2 separate regions of the Oncorhynchus mykiss genome follow, and region 1 is linked to region 2. A link is a contact called in public Hi-C data. All regions are on one chromosome and are shown on one strand. The core of a region is the stretch at or near the end of the contact, and the rest is flanking DNA. Distances in the headings are between cores, read along the strand shown.

The links. A called contact is a pair of places that touch in the nucleus more often than the background predicts.
Region 1: a Hi-C map of liver shows a contact between it and region 2, with 5 times the contacts expected there. The contact joins the promoter of LOC110520419 here to the promoter of LOC110520417 in region 2. A contact is called at or near these places in 2 of 3 Hi-C or Micro-C datasets (blood and liver).

What each region holds. Positions count from the first base shown.
Region 1 is chr3:65,959,419-65,965,594 of USDA_OmykA_1.1, reverse strand. LOC110520419 (mannosyl-oligosaccharide 1,2-alpha-mannosidase IB) reads left to right here and starts at 1,882. Exons shown (of 15, transcript XM_021597732.2): 1 at 1,882-1,956; 2 at 2,750-2,815; 3 at 3,453-3,947. The coding sequence starts at 3,634.
Region 2 is chr3:65,772,564-65,779,393 of USDA_OmykA_1.1, reverse strand. LOC110520417 (ganglioside-induced differentiation-associated protein 2) reads right to left here and starts at 2,198. Exons shown (of 14, transcript XM_021597727.2): 1 at 1,852-2,198. It also overlaps the pseudogene LOC110504474.

The DNA of each region.
Region 1 (6,176 bases), core at 633-3,132, 190 kb before region 2:
CTGTTTGAACTTGTTACCTGTATAAAAGACACCTGTCCACACACTCAATCAAACAGACTCCAACATCTCCACAATGGCCAAGAGCAGAGAGCTGTGTAAGGACATCAGGGATAGAATTGTAGATGTGCACAAGGCTGGGATGGGCTACAGGACAATAGGCAAGCAGCTTGGTGAGAAGGCAACAACTGTTGGCGCAATTATTAGAAAATGGAAGTTCAAGATGACGGTCAATCACCCTCGGTCTGGGGCTCCATGCAAGATCTCACCTTGTGGGGCATCAATGATCATGAGGAAGGTGAGGGATCAGCCCAGAACTACACGGCAGGACCTGGTCAATGACCTGAAGAGAGCTGGGACCAGTCTCAAAGAAAACGATTAGTAACACACTACGCCGTCATGGATTAAAATCCTGTACCTATCATAGGTACAGTTGAAGTGTACCTATGATAACAATTACAGACCTCTACATGCTTTGTATGTAGGAAAATCGGCAGTGTAACAAATACTTGTTCTCCCCACTGTAGGTGTCTGGCTAGACTGTAAACTCTCCTTTCAGACTCATATTAAACATCTCCAATCCAAAATTAAATCTAGAATCAGCTTCCTATTTCGCAACAAAGCCCCCTTCACTCACGGCGCCAAACATACCCTTGTAAAACTGACTATCCTACCGATCCTCGACTTCGGCGATGTCATTTACAAAATAGACTGCATGCTGAGTAGTGTTGGAGGCTATCACAGTGCCGTCTGTTTTGTCACCAAAGCCCCATATACTACCCACCACTGCGACCCGTATGCTCTGGTCGGCTGGCCCTCGCTACATATTCATTGCCAGACCCACAGGCTCCAGGTCATCTATAGGTCTATGCTAGGTAAAGCTCCGCCTTATCTCAGCTCACTGGTCACGATAACAACACCCACCCGTAGCACACGCTCCAGCAGGTGTATCTCACTGGTCATCCCCAAAGCCAACGCCTACTTTGGCCGCCTTTCCCTCCAGTTCTCTGCTGCCAATGACTGGAACGAATTGCAAAAATCGCTTAAGCTGGAGACTTATATTTCCCTCACTAACTTTTAACATCAGCTATCTGAGCAGCTAACCGATCGCTGCAGCTGTAAATAGCCCATCTGTAAATAGCCCATCCAATCTGCCTACCTCATCTCCATATTGTTTTTACTGACTTTTCTGCTCTTTTCCATACCAGTGTTTCCACTTGCACATGATCATCTGGACATCTATCACTCCAGTGTTAATTTGCTAAATTGTAATTACTTAGCTACTATGGCCTATTTATTGCCTTACCTCCTCACACCATTTGCACACACTGTATATAGACTTTCTTTTTTTTCTATTGTGTTATTGACTGTACGCTTGTTAATTCCATGTGTAACTCTGTGTTGTTGTTTGTGTCACACTGCTTTGCTTTATCTTGGCCAGGTCGCAATTGTAAATGAGAACTTGTTCTCAACTTGCCTACCTGGTGAAATAAAGGTGAAATAAAAATAAAATAAAAACATGGATTGTTTGTTTGTGCCATTTAGGGAGTGAATGGTCAAGACAAAATATGTAAGTTCCAGGTTTGTGTCAAGAACTGCAACGCTGCTGTTTTTTTCACACTCAACAGTTTCTGTGTGTCTCAATAATGATCCACCAGCCAATTTGACACAACTTTGTGAAGCATTGAAGTCAACATTGGCCAGCATCCCTGTGAAATGCTTTCTTTTGACCAATCACATCTGATCTGATTATCAAAACACCTATTAGTGAAAAAATATCCGAATTGGGCTGCCTGTCTAAACGCAGCCAGAACACTGCTAATTTACACAGATAAACACGTTGCAAATAGCCTTTCGAAATTGATAGACGCTCCCTAAATTTTACCAGGCTGGAGAATGAGGGGAGGAGTTTTCGGTCTTTGCAGCAGTATCAACATGCCTGAACATAGACAGGGCTAGGTAATCACAACGAAAGAAGCAAAGTGGAAAGCAAAACTCTTAAAGGCAATCATAACTAGCTAGCTGAAGACATGAGCCTATTTCTGAAAGCAGCTATTTGGAAACTGTGGACTAGGATGCCTTTCTGTCACCGATTTCCTCAAAGGCATTATTGAGGTGATGCAGCAGCAGCGAAACAATCGTAACGGACCGCCTCCGGTAGCTAGCTTACAGTAGCTAGCTAGGTAGATGCCTTTACAGAAAAAGGCGCAGTCTTTTGGCCAAGTCGTTTTAAACCTCAACATATCCGAAAAAAAGTTGCTAATATTACAATACAATTATTGCGGGTGCACATGTATTTGTTTAATCAGCTAATGGTAGATAGTCAGTTTCTCCTTTAGCAATTTAGCTAGCTAGCCATCTAGCTGTGCTAGCCAAGCCTGTCAATTCAGCGGATGAACTTGGTATTCTGTGTAGACGCCGAAATCAGACGTAGGGCCGAGTGAAGAAGCTGAGCAAATATATTGGGAGTATTCAACTAGCTAGCAGTACGTGTTGAATTTAACGGCAACATAACATTTTACCTGCGCATTTGTTTATGACATGGAAATGGAGGAATTTCTCGGTAATTTAGCCATTAAAGCTTCATTCTTGTCGATTATGCGACAATCGCTCGATGTTAATGTTCACTGTTTGAAAGCTATGTATCCTGCTCAATTAGTTTACAACATTTAGTTAGTTAGGTATTAAACAATTGCTTAACTGTATTAATAGTTTTGTGTCGTTGGGTTTGATTCGTTTTTTTGTTATCCAGTTCAGAACGTTAGCGTTCGGATCTCAACCAAACAACATGGATCAGAATGACAAAAGGATTTGCACGGTAAGATTGGTTTCTCCAAGCTGATTAACTAAATATTCTTAAGTGTTACTTGGAAGTATATTACAGTAACATTTTTTGTATTATTTTTTTTTAAATGTGTCGTCTCGCACTACATTTGTTATATGATAACTCCACGGTGAAGAAGTGGAGTTTAGTACACTAGGTATCACTGAATGGTGGTGGTGATGTGCATTGTTGGCGTAGTGTGTGATGGTATCACGCGCTCACGCAGGTGTTTCTGTTATCTACGTAGCGCAATTTTATGTAACATCTGCTAGCCTGCATACCTAGAAATATCTTTCCCTTTTCAAACCGGTTTGACACATTTATTTGCCGACACTCCTTGGAAAGTGCTTTCAATGCACTGTGCGTTCTGGATGACTTGTCCTTATGGACAAAATAAGATTGTGTACTTAATAAATATAGTACATTTCACCCTAGTCAGAAGCATGTGCTTATGTTTTCGTAAATGTAATGACTTTTAAAAGCCTCCAGTGTATTTTGAGTGTGACCTTTTTTATGCTATTTGTCTGACTGTAAGACAGGCAGTTTTCAGGCTAATCCAACCATACGATAATATCGGAGTAATGTAGCTAGCTACCTGCTATTTCCTCATTACTCTCTCCTTCAATTTCAGAATAAAACCCATACATTTACTGGTGACCAGTCACTTCACTGAGGGACCACGACACTTGATTTCTGGACACGTACTTGCCGCCACAATGAGATAATACAGCAGCAGATAATACAGCTGTGACATTTATAACACTGTCTGTCTGGTCTGTATCTCCACCCTGAGTTAATTTCCACAATCCAACATGACCACACCAGCTCTACTGCCACTGTCGGGCCGCAGGATACCCACCCTGTCACCCGGCGCCGCCTCTTTCCCACACCACAGGGCCACCCTGAGGCTCTCAGAGAAGTTTATCCTGCTCCTCATCCTCAGTGCCTTCATCACTTTATGCTTTGGAGCTTTCTTCTTCCTCCCGGACAACTCAAAACACAAGCGCTTCGACCTGGGCTTGGAGGACGTGCTGATTCCGCACATCGAGGCGCCCAAGGGGGCTAAGCATCCTGGTGGACAGGTGGTCATACATGGACAGGGGGACCATGATGAACACAGACACAGGTAAGAGATGCTGAGGGCTGCTCACCTGTTGCTCCCTAAACTTTACACATGTCAGTGTGAATTAAAATGCATTACAAAAGTGCAATCTCTAAAGCAACTCCAACTAGGCTACATTTATTAGACACTGCTTTTATTTAAACACATTTTTTAAATGTAACCTTTATTTAACGAGGCACATCAGTTAAGAACAAATTCTTATTTGCATTGATGGCCAAACCCGGACCTGGGCCAATTGTGCGCCGCCCTATGACGGCTTTGAAGAAAGAGGAGCAGAGAAATCATCTACGTAGAACTCAACCGCTTATTGGGACATCAGTAGCATTTACATAAAATAACACTGTCTGTCTGGTTCGTATCTCCATCAATTTTTTTTTGTCCACAGATCTTATTCAAGAGCTACCAGAGTACAGTCACATGACTCTAAAAAGCCAGGTGGGACAGGAAAGGGAGATACCTAGTGAGTTGAATAACTGAATGTATTCAACTGAAATGTGTCTTCTGCATTTCATACCTAGGGGTGAGGGATGGCCACTGAAACCAACACAATAAGAACTCCTGTAGCCTTTATGCATCTGGGTTACTCTCAACCTTGTTTGCACAGGCAGTTTAAAGCGACTCCAATCGTATTTTTTTGCGTATTCGAATATGTTATTTTTCATGCCGTCTGAACAGTCAAAAAGCACATGGAATCGGAAGTTTCAATGCACATTTCAAACCCTCTATGAAGGTGGTTTGAAATCCGATACAAATCTGATTACTGTCCATGCGACTTGTCTGAAAGGTCAAATTAGATTTATTTGACCAAGTCGTTTTTAGATTATTTGGCATATCTCATTGCTTGCCAGCTACTCTGAATTTGACAAGAACATGTGGTAGCTGCCTAAATGACTACTGCCCCGTAGCACTCACGTTGGTAGCCATGAAGTGCTTTGAAAGACTGGTCATGGCTCTCAACAGCATCCTCCCGGATACCCTAGACCCTCTCCAATTCGCATACCGCCCCAACAGATCCACTGATGACGCAATCTCAGTCGCACTCTACTGTACACTACCCTTTCCCACCTGGACAAAAGGAACACCTATGTGAGAATGCTGTTCTTTGACTGCAGCTCAGAGTTCAACACCATAGTGCCCACAAAGCTCATCGCTAAGGACCCTGGGATTAAACACCTCCCTCTGCAACTGGATCCTGGACTTCCTGACGGGCCACCCCCGGTGGTAAGGTTAGGAAACAACGCGTCTGCTACGCTGATCCTCAACACTGGGGCCCCTCAGGGCTGTGCTTAGTCCCCTCCTGTACTCCCTGTTCACCCACGACTGTGTGGCCAAACATGACTCCAACACCATCATTAAGATTGCTGACGACACAACAGTGGTAGGCCTGATCACCGACAACGATGAGACAGCCTATAGGGAGGAGGTCAGAGACCTGGCCGTGTGGTGCCATGACAGCAACCTCTCCCTCAATGTGAGCAAGACAAAGGAGCTGATCGTGGACTACAGGAAAAGGCGGGCCGAACAGGCCCCCATTAACATTGACGGGGCTGTAGTGGAGCGGGTCGAGAGTTTGAAGTTCCTTGGTGTCCACATCACCAACGAAGTATCATGGTCCAAGACAGTCTTGAAGAATGCATGAGAACACCTTTCCCCCCCAGGAGACTGAAAAGATTTGGCATGCGTCCCCAGATCCTCAAAAGGTTCTAGAGCTGCACCATCGGGAGCATCACAGCCTGGTATGGCAACTGCTCGACATCTGACCGTAAGGCACTACAGAGGGTAGTTCGTTTGGCCCAGTACATCACTGGGGCCAAGCTTCCTGCCATCCAGGACCTATATAATAGGCAGTGTCAGAGGAAAGCCCATAAAATTGTCAGACTCCAGTCACCCAAGTTACAGACTTTTCTCTTCTACCGCACGGAAAGCGGTACCAGAATGCCAAGTCTAGAACCAAAAGGCTCCTTTACAGCTTCTACCCCCAAGCCATAAGACTGCTGAACAATTAACCAATGGCCACTGGATTATTTACATTGTCACCCATTGTTTTTTTCACTGCTGCTACTCGCTGTTTATTATCTATGCATAGTCACTTCACCCCTACCTACATGTACACATTACCTTTGTAATCAACAGTGCAGTTCAATAATAGTTAAGGGCTTGTAAGTAAGCATTTCACTGTAACCTCTGCACATGTATTTGGCGCATGTGGCAAATAAAGTTTGATTTGAAGCT
Region 2 (6,830 bases), core at 949-3,448:
TGATGCATTTCAGAACTGCTTGGAGCAACAGTGAAGTTGGCAGGGCAGTACGGATTTATTCTCTTACATCTGCAAGCAGAGTCTGAACATCAGACAGGATGGCATCGTCTCCCTCAATCCGTGCAATGGCTACTGCTATAGGTTTCAGGGGTTTCAGGCTGCTTACCACTCTCTCCCAAAATACATCATCCAGGAAGATCCTCTTGATGGGGCTGTCCATATCGGCAGACTGTGATATGGCCATTTCTTGGAGAGACTCCTTCCCCTCCAGGAGACTGTCAGACATGATGACATCACCACCCCAACAGGTGTTGCTGGGCAGCTTCAATGTGGTGCTCTTATTCTTCTCACTTTGCTTGGTGAGGTAGATTGCTGCTATAACTTGATGACCCTTCACAAACCTAACCATTTCCTTGGCTCTCTTGTAGAGTGTATCCAACCAATTGTTCAGTGCCATGATGGCATTGAGAAGCAGATTCAATGCATGAGCAGCACAGCAAATGGGTGTGATGTGAGTGTAGGACCCCTCCACTTTAGACCAAGCAGACTTCATGTTCGCAGCATTGTCTGTCACCAGTGCAAATACCTTCTGTGGTCCAAGGTCATTGATGACTGCCTTCAGCTTTTCTGAAAATGTAGAGACCGGTGTGTCTGTTGTCCCTTGTGACTGTGCTCTTGTAGTGTGGGCTCAATAGCATCTCATTAGAGTGCAAGATCTTCAGAATCAGCTGTACATGTGATGAGAGTGCACTGCACATGTGATGGAAGAATGCACTGTGCATGCAGAGGTTTGCAATTCTATTGAGTTGGGGATAGTTAACCAAAATATGCCACAAGCCCTAGAATTGCCTTACATGTATCCCACAAAAAAGGTTAACTGTTATAAGCTAAAAAATGTTAAAATGAATTTAAGCTAAATTCCCCAAATTCCAGGGCGTAACTTAATTTACTGGAAAGCTTCTGAACATTTGCTACCCTAGGCGTGTATCAGAAGACCAGTCAGTATCTGATGTGATCACCATTTGCCTCATGCCGTGCTTTATCAGGCTGTTGATTGTGGCCTGTGGAATGTTGTCCCACTCCTCTTTAATGGCTGTGCTAAGTTGCTGGATCTTTTATTTCAGCTCATGGAACCAACACTTTACGTGTTGCGTTTACATTTTTGTTTAGTGTAGTTCTAGACAGTAATAAATTAACCGGTTGCAGGACTTCTGTAACTTCTAGTCTACAACCTGCCAAATAAAGCCTATCACCTAAATAGCAGAAGCCAAATTTGTCAGTAGACATTTTATTATGTTTGAAATATTCTGATTGCATTTTTGGGAGGTTAGGTGGCAGTTAGATCAAATTGGGTGAATATGGCAAGCAAGGTCTGACTAGGTCCGACTCATTACTGTTACATTAGTGCACCTAAACAGACAGGGAATTTGAATGGACCATAAGGACTCGATGAAATGCAGAATGAAGACAAAATATATACTAGCTAATTTTCATAACTTGAAAAAAAAAGTATACATTTGTGTTTACTGAAGCATGGTCAAACATTTCCTAGTGTTTTAGCTTGTGACATTACTCATATTATGTTATTACCATTTGAACGGTTAAATAGGCCCTATTTATGGGAAAAACATCAAATGAGAACATAAAATGTGTCGTCATCACCAACCATGGAGTTCGAGCTCAGCTGACCATCACATACATTACCAGTGCAGCGTTTGCTTTCGTTTTACTTTGATTCGCAAATAACCTGCTAGCACGGCAGCAAATAGTAGCAGGTCGAAAAAGGGAAGGAAATCAAATATGTATTTATCTAGCTAACGTTAGGTAATCAGAAGAAACATTTACACCTACCCGTTTTCCTTCGTCCACGAATATGTTGTCTACTCCGAGCAGGACTGAATTACAAAAAGCATCGAATGCAGGGAGTCTTCATGATTTTGTTATGATCACAAACATGGCAAAACTTGATTTGATCAAGCCAATTCCCATCGCACAGTCACGTTTACTATAGTTAGGCGAGTACCTGATCAGCTGATTCACTACAAAGAACCCAAACACGCATAACAATCCCTTCCGGAATAATGCCCAGGGATGTACAATAAATCCCAATATTTGTGTAAAACGCATAGTACAGCATTCAGAGGACCTATTAGAATTGCAGCTATCGGTAAGTAAATCCTCGAGAGCATTTTCTATATTGTAGGTAAATGTATGCATTTAGATATACGGTCAAATATATGGCATAGAGCAGAGATATTTTGTAATAAAATAAACAACAACACAAGAAGCAACCCCATAAAACAGACTAATGTAATAAATCCAAAAACTAGTTACTGTGACTGATCGATAATTCAATTGCAATTGAACAAGATTATAAGTACAATAATCATAACAACATATTTAAAATATACGTATTTTCTGCCTCTCTGTGTTTATGTGTTTCTGTATTTAAAAAAAAATATCTGTTTTATAGTTTGTGTTCGACTACATATGTGTTTGATTAGTAAGGTCTTCCTCGTGTGCCCAGAAGACAGAAAACGGGTTTCCACTAGTTACCATAGCCCCCCCCCCCCCCCCCCCCAAAATATATATTGTTATATCGTAAAAATGAATGAAAACAAAAATAAGCTTTTTGGTCTTAATTTAAGGTTAGGGTTAAGCTTCCTGAAGGCTTCAGAGCTTTCACAAAATTCTGCTAAAAAACGGTGAATTCCTTAGAGCTTCATTATCGGTTCACAGTGCACATTAGGGATATATGCTGGTCAACAATAAACAGCAGCGTATGATTATCAAATATACATGTTTTCTCTTTACTGTTTTCATCAAAACTCCGTGGCTCAGCGGTAAATCGTTGACTTTAGTAGGGCCAGTTGGAACACCAGCAGGTTTACATAATGCTTCCATGTTTTGCTTTCAGGATTACTATTTTTCTAAAACCGAATCTATGGCATTATTTCGGATGCTTAAGACATAAGCGATACTATACTAAATAAAACGATTTATTTGAACAACAGTGCAGAAAGTGTGGTTTCACATACATTTATTTTAAATAGAGTGCCTTCAGCAGTATTCGACCTCATTACCCTCACGTCCCTGAATGTTTCATTGTTCCCTACTCTACCTGCTAAACTACCAATTAGGTGAAATGATATAAGTACAGTGTCCAATAGAGGTCGGTGTTTGGTTTATTGTCATACATTTCTCGGATCGCTAACATGATGTGTATTTTTCTCTTCTCTGATCTTTCCTACTTTTCCCCATCCCTCTCTTTCGTCAGGGCTCTGACGCGGTGCTGGAGGTGTTCAGTGTGCTGCCAGGACGAGGTGGAGAGGGTGATGGCCAAGAAGCTGAAGAGAGCCAAGAAGAAGGCCAGGTAAGTCGCAGACAGAGTAGAGATCACGCTGTCACTACAGCCATGGCAAAAACCAGTCTGCAGATGTAGTTCAAGTTGGGACATTCGTCAAACATGTGTGGAATCTAATTCCAATGAAACTAAATACTTCAAATGTTTATATATACAGTTATGATGATTACATTTGTGAATATATAAAGATGAGGTGCTGCTGCCCCCTCGTGTAGGGATGTGCAGGGTGCAGAGGAGTAGGAAGCCCCAGAGCCTGTGGTGAAGAGGAAACTGGCTTATGAGATTGTGAGACTGACCAACATCAAGGCCTCTGCCAAGATTAGGTACACACACACACACACACACACACGAATGCATACTCTCACACACTCAATCAACCAACCAACATTTTGTGTCACTTTATATCCTAGATGGGTGGACTGCCTGCTGTTTGCGGGTGGGGAGTTGAAGGTAGCCATGCTGCTCCAGAACAACACAGTGGAGCCTTACAGCCTCAAGACGTCTGATAAGAACCCCACGGGCACTAAGATCTCCAGGCTCGCCCTGGGAGACCAGGGTGCCCGCACATTGGCCTTCAGCTCAGACAACATTGCTGTCCCTTCCGCCTCTCCGGGGACACTGTCAAAGTCTGGAACAGGTAGAAACATCAGGTCACACAGCGCTAGGATTGACCTGACCATGGGGTTTCACTGTATAAGTTAAATCTAGTTAATTAAAGCTTTAGGCTTTCCAGCATCTTTAAAAGTTTACATATATTATGACACCTAGACACATATTATAAGAAGTTTTCTTCATTCTGAATGGGTGTCGTAACAAGTTCCAAGTTCCTCTCTGTCACAGGTCTACCCTGCAGGTGATTCGCACCATGGCGTGTGAGTATGCCCTCTGCTCCCTGTTCGTCCCTGGAGAAATGCAGATGATCCTAGGAACCAAGGTAACACACATGCATGCACACACTAACATACACCAAACTTCTGCAGATGTGTATTATCCAGTATTGGACTATTGTGTGGAACTCAGGCTTACCGAGAGAGGACTCTAGTCTAGTCTGTTTTATTATGAGCAGTGCCATTGAGGACTTTTGCCATGTTGGCGCTGCCCATGCTCTCACAGACGCCATAGTGGGACAGATACAATGATGTAATGTCTATGGGCTAACCAAGTCTGTCTCTCTCCTCTCCTGTCAGAGTGGTAAGATTCAGATCTTTGACTTGGCATCAGGAACCCTCCTGGAGACTGTCAATGCCCATAACGGAGCTCTGTGGACCATCTGTCCGTCTCCTGATCAGGTACTGTCTGTCTGTCAGGATCTACCTGTCCATGTTCAACATCATCCACAATACATGTAGAGTGTTCATGGATCTCATCCTCTAAAGTGCCAATCTCCATTACAACTCCAAAGTTTCCCTTATCTGTAGATAAAAGCCCATGGACAAGTCCACGTTTACAGAGTGATGCTGAGACTCACTTTAAAATCTACAGTATGTCAAACAAAAACCAATGTTTTAAAAGTTAAACAAACCATACAACTCTATGCACAATGATTACTTTGAACAATTTCCACATATTTTTTTTACAAAAGCAAATTTACTTGAAGAACAGTATGCAGATGCAAAGTTTGGTAGCAAAATGACATTACCAAACTTTGCATCTGCACTTTGTTTGACATACATTTTAAAGTCTCAATATCACTCCTTTACCGTGGGATTGCCCCCATACAATACAATCCTTCCCATTTGCTCTGACTGTTTATTTGACTATTATGTTATTTCCTCAGAGGGGATAGTGACGTCAGAGTTTCAGCTGATTAAGGATGGAGAGGCTGCACAGAAGTAAGCCAAGATGTATTCCTTCTGTTTCACATACTGTCAATAACACAGTAATGCTGTTTTATACTAGAGGCAAAGAAGTTCTGTTGTCCAGGCAGGTACTAGTGATCCCAGGCTGCATGGTGTTATTCAGGTGAGCTTCTATGGAGTGAGCCCTTGACTGGAGTTTGTGTGTGTGTGTTGCAGGAGGCTGACGATGAAACGCATGCGTACACTGCAGCTGGATGAGGATGTGTTGCATGTGTGAAATATTCTCCTGACCAGAGATTGTTGGCTGTCTCCCTGCTGCACTGTACCGTCAAGGTCTTCTACACTGACACACTCAAGTTCTTCTTCTCTCTGTATGGACACAAGCTCCCTGTGTTCTGCCTGGACATCTCTCATGTGTGTACCAGTACTCAATCTGGCAAACCAATCTAAACTAAAAACGAATGTAATGTGTGACGGTAGATGAATATAGAATGTGCATGGTTAAAGTTGCTGTGTGTTATGTGTGTCTAATCTGTCTTGACTCTGAATGTTACTTCTTCTCCACCTGTCAGGACAGTGCCATGATAGCAACCGGTTCTGCAGACAGAAACGTCAAGATCTGGGGTCTGGATTTTGGGGACTGTCACCGATCTATGTTTGCCCATGATGACAGGTACAGAAAATGTATAACCTAATGTTAATATGAATATATAATATACTGCCAGAACACATCGTCCTAAGCCGTCAGACATATGGTCAGTGTAAATGGCTTAATGTGGACGCTTTACCAACGGTCTCATATGATATCATTTAATATACGTTGACTTCACTCTCCCCATTTCCAGTAAAATATTTAATTTAATCTCCAGTTTCAGAAACACTGTCCTAGTTAGCCACCTCTGACCGATGACATCACCCCACCTGCTCTTTCATGTCGCCGTTTTGTCATTTCTCATCTGCTTTCCTTTTCCTTCTCCTTCTTTCTTTTCTCAGCATCATGTACCTTCAGTTTGTTCCCAAAACCATCTGTTCTTCACAGCGGGGAAGGAAAAGAAGATACAACAATAAGATGCAGTCAAGTTTGAGCACATCCAAACTCTAGAGGTGACATTCACTCCCATGCTGTTACATTTCCCATATGGAGAGGAGGCCTCGAGTTCCATTATTAAAAATGTGTTGAATATTGATGATTGGCAAGCAATTATGTGACCTAAAAGCGCCCTTTCCCATCGGAGTGACTTAATTTATTATTATTTATTTCAAACAGTGGAAGTATAAAGGTGTGTTTTCTCTGTGTCGTTTCTCTCTCACTGACGTCTCGTGTGTCTCACAGGTTCCTGGAGAGACCAAAAGCAGCAGAAGTGGCGAAGAAGAACATAGAGACAGTCAAAGCTGTGTCATGACTTTACTTTCATTAATCTGATTATTGTTATTTATTTAATCATCTAACTATGTTTAATTGTAACCCAATTTAAATTAATCATGTAACAATTAACTAATTAGGATTTGGGGCACCACGGAAGAGGTTGTTTTAAGAGTTACCATCTCCGGAATTAAACTCTATAAGGTATATATCTATTACATCAATAAACAGCTGGAGATGGAGCTCTTATTAATCATTACCTCATATCATCATTCTGAACAGTCGTAAACTCAAGCATCTGCAA